Linked DNA regions of Arachis hypogaea: region 1 is linked to region 2. The links are chromatin contacts, called in public Hi-C maps. All regions are on one chromosome and are shown on one strand. Each heading gives the region's core, a stretch centred on a gene start, on an enhancer-like site or on the middle of the called end of the contact. The rest is flanking DNA. Distances are from core to core; before and after follow the strand shown.

Region 1 (3,060 bases), core at 431-2,930, 44 kb after region 2:
TCTCAATCTTTCTCTGTGAAGCATGCGTCCAGCTCTCAAAATATTACTTCAGTGTTCCTTAACATTAATAAATATTAAATAAGGTAAGTTTAGACTGTTTTAGCTGATTTTTTTTGTCTCCTAAACATTATTGTTATAAAGCAAAAATAGTAATTAATACATAATAAGATCCATTGAATTTTTAATAACTGTATATTTCAAAATCACCTATTTTTGTGAACACATTTCAAGGTTCAAATAACTTTTTTCCCCCCATTTTTTCCGTCAACTCTGTTGATATTAATATATGTGGTCTGAATATACCTAGTAAGCTATAGAGATTCTCTGCATCTCGCAAAGAGCCAAGATTGTTTATTTTATTTGTATAGCAATTAGCTAAGAAAATCACATAATTATTGGGGAATATATGGCCTTCACTAATTAAGAGGTTCCTAGCAAATAAATTAGAGGAGGAATCAGAAACTTGGCCCCCCACAGTGACAATTAATGTACAAATCACCACATGCTTGATGTTTCTGTTGTCGATTCCTGATTGTGAATTCTTAAATAAATTAGGTCCTGCAAATTAATCATGATTGTTCATGCCTTGGTTGTTATGTAAAGAGCACAGTTAGCGTTTCAAATTTTCTGTGTAGCACGTAATAATACTATAAAAGTAATGAGCAAATATTATTCGGTACTGGTATATGTTGGGTACTTACATCAGGTTATAAAAACACCAGTTAAAATGCGTAATGGAAAATTTTTTATAAGAAAATTAAAGTTGAAATTTTAACATACTTATAATCCATTTATCATGAGAAAAATAAAATAAAAATACGATTTTGAACCATCAATTTTACAAAAAAAGAAACTTCATGTAAGCCTCTACCAAATAAAAATTTTCACCTTAAGCAATGCCTTAAAACCTAACGACACTTGTTAGCAAATACTATATTGTACTATTTTACTTCTACAATTAATTTGAAGAATATATTCTTGCAAGTTGCAACTAATTCTTAATTCCACAAAAGAAGATATAAAATGTGATGCTAAAATATAAATATTAACTCCACGCAATAATAGTTTTTTGTTAACCTATACTAGTATTAACATACCGTTTCAAAATTTTGTAGTAGGTAGCTGCATTTAGGGTTAGGTAGCATCAATTATTACGTAAATGATAAACTAAATTAATCATTTGTCACAAAACTCAACTAAGCCAATTCAAGAAAACTTGTCTTTTTTGTTTTTGCAGGAAACTTTAGTCTCTTCCTCCCCCACCCTTTTCTTCTTTTCTCTCTTTCTCTTAAATTTGTTACCCACCCTCTTTTTTTGTGTGTCTATATTACCGGCCCTAGTATAATCCCTTCATTAAAAATTGTTCAACATAGCCCCAAACAAAAAATTCTTTAACCAAGAGCATGACCCAAAAGAAAGGAAAATAAATAGTGAACAGTTCGGACAAAAAATAATCAGTAAAATATATTTTGCACAAAACCATTTATAACCCTAACATATAGAGGATTTAACCAAAAGAAGACAGCAACAACGAAAATAAATCACACTCCAGCTAGTAGTCTTGAAAAATAATGCAATGTCACTATTCCATCTGAAAGGTGCATCAGTTACCAATATCAGAAACAAACATGCAGAGATATCTTGATTCTTAGAACTAAAGTAAACATTACAACATCTGCCAACCCAAACCAAAAAATAACATTGGGCTGTTGTCAAACCAAGGAAAACTAGGATGGGATTATGTTGACCCAAAGGGGAACAAAAAGGAAAATAAAAAATAAAAGGGAGCAAGTCCAAAAAAAAAAAAAAGGGAGAAAGGTATAAATTAGGTCCTCAGCCTCAATATAATGGCATAATAGAACCTTGTGGCGCTAACCAAGTGAATAATACAATGGAAGAGGCCAACAAAAACAATGGCCAATTCCAGCAAGCTTCTGTTAGAAACATAGGCTACAACAAACTCTCCCATATTTTAGTGCAAGGCCTTTTAAGCATATTCATATAGAAGTGGAAAAGTCTACTTATCTACAATGGAGCAAAGTAATAACGCCAGGTAACTTCTTGTTCTTTGCAAACAGGATCCTTACTAAGTTACCCGTAATACGAGCTCATGTACAGCCTCACCCCAATTTCAAGGGGTCCATCATCACCACCAACAGCATGGAGTACCACCGGAATTGTTGAGAGAAGATGTACCGTGAGAGGGAAAACTGCAGGGTCAATTTCGGTCCTCGAATTGGGATCCCTGTTCTCACATCCATCAGAACCGTCCGATGCAACTTTCAGGTCATATGGATCAACCACGAAAGCAACTTCTTCAAACGCCCTCCATTTATTATGGCTACCCCTCCGGAATGCACGCCTATGAGCAGACATACTTAGCACCACCGATGATGTTGCTTCGAGCCACTCCACTGATAACCCTTCAACTTCATCATAATAGATGCGTTGCTCAATCTGAACATGAGAATACATATGAGACAATCAAAGCAAAATGCAACAGAAAGGCACCACATTGCATCATCATTTCATGTACAAAAGATGCATGTCAAGACTCAAGGTTAGACATGTAAATTCTAAGTTTGGCATCTAAAGCGAAATCATGATGTCACCGAAAGACTAACCCTTTATTGTTCATTGTCCAAACATAAAAGAGACATACATGTCAAGATTTCAGGTTAGGCAATTAGATCAAAATGTTTTTGTAGCTAATGTAATTCTTCTAGCCCATTATAAGCTTCCAAATAAGCCTACGGAATAGGAACAATTAATCAGCTTTTTCTAATCGTCTCAAATAAACTAGTCTAAGAAATGGGAATTGTTTCCCCATCAGAACATTTACCCGACTGTTCAAGTAATACAATACAGTTGTTCACAATGACTAATGCAAAAAAAAAAAAAAAATGCTGCCTTCAACAATCATGTGCAGTAAATCCTGAATGCATTAAGCTTTCTCTTACTTGGTGATGAAATGGAAGAAATTCCACTTTAGGGGAAAATAATAAGAAAAAAAAAGTTAAAAAAAAATAAAATAAAATTACTGGCACCTGTACTAAACAG
Region 2 (3,070 bases), core at 243-2,742:
AGGGTCCACCACAAGTCCGCTATCTTTCTTAAATCTCTCAGCAATGGCAAGGTTCAGGTCCGGAATTCCATAGCCACGGGCATACTGATTTTTGCCATCCCTGATTGCCTGAATCGCTGCTTCCTTCACAAAATCTGGACCATCAAAGTTGGGAAATCCTTGACCAAGATTTATGGCTCCATGTTTGATTGCAAGACTACTCATTTGGGTGAAGATTGTTGTTTTGAACTTCTCTAAGCGCTTTGCAACCTAACAAACAAATACATAATTAGCAAGCATCAGATACAACAGCTGGCAGTGCTATCATTTTTATTTATTTACTTTTTGTATCTTTCATATTTTTGCAGGACAATCACCAATTTGACCCCTCAGCTATCAAAACACTGATAAATTAGTCCCTAATATGGTACTCAATACTGAGCTTTTTAGTGTTATCAAACGACCTTTTTTAGGGACTAATAACTAATTTATTAGCAATTTGTTGTTTAGGAACTAGTTTGTAAGAATGTTGATCTTTCACAAACTAATTTATCATAATTGAGAACCAAGTTGGGTTGGACTAGTGGTTAACTCACTAGTCCACATAAGTAAGTGTTGGAGGTTTGAATCCCGCCTTGTGTTTGCAGCAACCCATTGACTAGCGACAAACACTTAAATGGAACTCAGATCCGCAAACCAAACTTTTTTTTTTATCATAATTGAGATATCTTAAGAAAAATATAATATCTTTTAAGAGCTAAGTCATCAGCATTCTTCTTTTCCTGTTCCACATAAACCATGACTAGGTAGTTTACAAACAAGAAAACAAAGCCAAACTCTTCCCCCATTACAAGCTCTACTCAATCTACTAGGACATTGCATCTTGATTAGGAAGGTTTAACAAGCTAATCATAATAGCATCTTCCAACAAACTAAGTTGTACCAAATTACAAACTTTTTACCATAAAATTAAGCAATTCAGAAAGACACACAAAAGACCAATGCAAAGAAACACTGCATCATGATGTGAAATACAATTGCATCAAGGAAATCAAACTAGCTGAACAATTGGAGCAGATATAATAAAACGATCTGAAAAAGAAAAAGAAAAAAAAAAGAAGTGATAGGTGTAACCTGCAAAGGACGTTGGGTGGTGGTGGCGGTGGTGTGATTCTGAGTGGGAAGAGTGTCGGTGGACATGGTGGCAGCAAGAACGAAAGGCGATAACTTTGGGGAAGAAGGAGCAATAAGAGTGTGGAAATGCTTTGAAAAGCCAATGAATTTGGGAAAAGAAGAAGAAGGCGCAAATCTCATGGGTGGGTGAGTGCAGGTACAATGAACCTGCATACTAAATTACTGATTTTAATGGAATTTGATTCCAAATTTTGTTCATTGGTTTCCTACATCATTTCAGTGGACACTGGATGATGAATGATGATGATAGCTTTGGGGGTCAACTTCTTTTCCTTTCATCAAACTAATGCACTTTTTTTTTGGAGTACAATGGAAATGACATTTTGGACTTTTGACATAAATATACTTAGGCCCAAGTCCCCTCGGGAGTATACCTAAACAAACATCATTGTAGCCAAAAAAAAAAAAAAAAAACTAACATTCATCGAATTTAAGACTGAAAAATGTTCATGACCAAAAAAAAAAAAAAAAAAAACTTGCGAAAAATGTTTAATGAGTGAAAATAGATGAATATTATATTTTGGTTTTTTTTTCCTAAGGCTATGAGTGAGACTCAAATCTACGACTTCTAGGTAAGTATCTAAAAATTATGCTATTTGAGCTATACCTCGTTGACATATTAGATTTGGTCTTTGGATTGTCTACTGGTTTCAACCCATCCTCTTGACAAGATCTCGTAATCAAACTATGAACCACTTGTTTTTTTTTTTTTTTTTTAAGTTAGGAATGAGACTCGAACCCACGACTTCGAGGTGAGCATAGAGAGACTATGTCATTTGAGCTGTAGCTCGTTGGCAATTATAAACCACTTGTTATTACAATCAATTCCACTAGGAACCAAGAGTGGGATCAGCCAACTTCTAACAACAACTTTTGGGTTGGATCCCAAAGCCCAATTTACCAAAATCATCTCCCGAATTACTCAGCTATAACCCTAATTGTTTAAATTTTACTGTTTCACCCCAACACCTTCTACTCCCATCGGTTCTCACCCTCCAACTCAAAGCCATCGTACACCTTGTCCCACAGCGGCGCATCAGCAAGCACAAACACCATCCCCCACGGCGGCGCAGAACCACGGCGAGCACCATCCCCAGCGACGATGCACCCTCCCAACGACGACGGTGCATCCTCAGCGGCTCTCTTCTAGAGGTTTCAGTCACATCTCCGCCACGCATGCAACAACAACCATCTGCGTCAACCAGTTGTCCATTGTCCGATACACTCAACGCCGCTACGTGAAGACCATCTCTGCTTGCTGGAGGCGTGGACAGGTTTCCTTTAGTTCAGTCGCCGACTTCAGTTCTACAAGCATTCTCAAACGGCTGTAACAGGTAAGTGGATGGTTCTTAATTGATTTTGTGAATGCACATGTTTAATTAGGGTGTGTTCTACGGCAGATTAAATTTTGATGAATTGCTGGATGTTGTTCTCTAAATTGCTTAATTTTGGTGAGTTGATGCAATTGGAACTTGGATGATGCTGAAAATAGGGATTGGAAGTTGCAATTGTTAGAGTTTCGAAGTTCTTGTTTGCAATTGTTAGAGATTGAAAGTTGCTTTATCTTTAGGAGTTGGATTTTGCTGAGTTGCATGTGTGGAGATTCGATCGTGCAGTTTTTTTTTTTAAATTGGACTTTTTTTGCTACAAAATTTCGTTTGTTTCCCATTAAAAAGATTGGATGCTGTTTATTTTAAGCGTTGGTGTCTTTGATAGTATTCAAATTTAGGCGATTAATTACTACTTAGTTTACTCTACATGTATATGCTCAAATGTGTTGTATTCGATACGCGTGGTTTGCAATTTAAATAGAAAAATACAAAGGATTCAATTATCTACACATGGTGAAACAGCGCCATTTTATCCACAAATTTTTTGTTTATATATTGCTGATCAT

The links. Hi-C and Micro-C count contacts between places; a contact is called where the count stands out from the background.
Region 1: a contact with region 2 is called in a Hi-C map of an unstated tissue, with 4 times the contacts expected there. The contact joins the enhancer-like site here to the promoter of LOC112764218 in region 2. A contact is called at or near these places in 5 of 8 Hi-C or Micro-C datasets (leaf and an unstated tissue).

Annotation. Positions count from the first base shown.
Region 1 is chr17:127,246,046-127,249,105 of arahy.Tifrunner.gnm2.J5K5, forward strand. LOC112764290 (DIS3-like exonuclease 2) reads right to left here. Exons shown (of 7, transcript XM_025809852.2): 7 at 1,557-2,457. The coding sequence ends at 2,092. Among protein-coding and RNA genes, the nearest start is that of LOC112764290, 6.7 kb to the right of the region's middle. Within about 2 kb of position 1,681, at least 3 of the 3 cell types and tissues checked have open chromatin away from gene starts, as enhancers often do.
Region 2 is chr17:127,201,999-127,205,068 of arahy.Tifrunner.gnm2.J5K5, forward strand. LOC112764218 reads right to left here and starts at 1,493. Exons shown (of 2, transcript XM_025809769.3): 1 at 1,114-1,493; 2 at 1-249. The coding sequence starts at 1,326.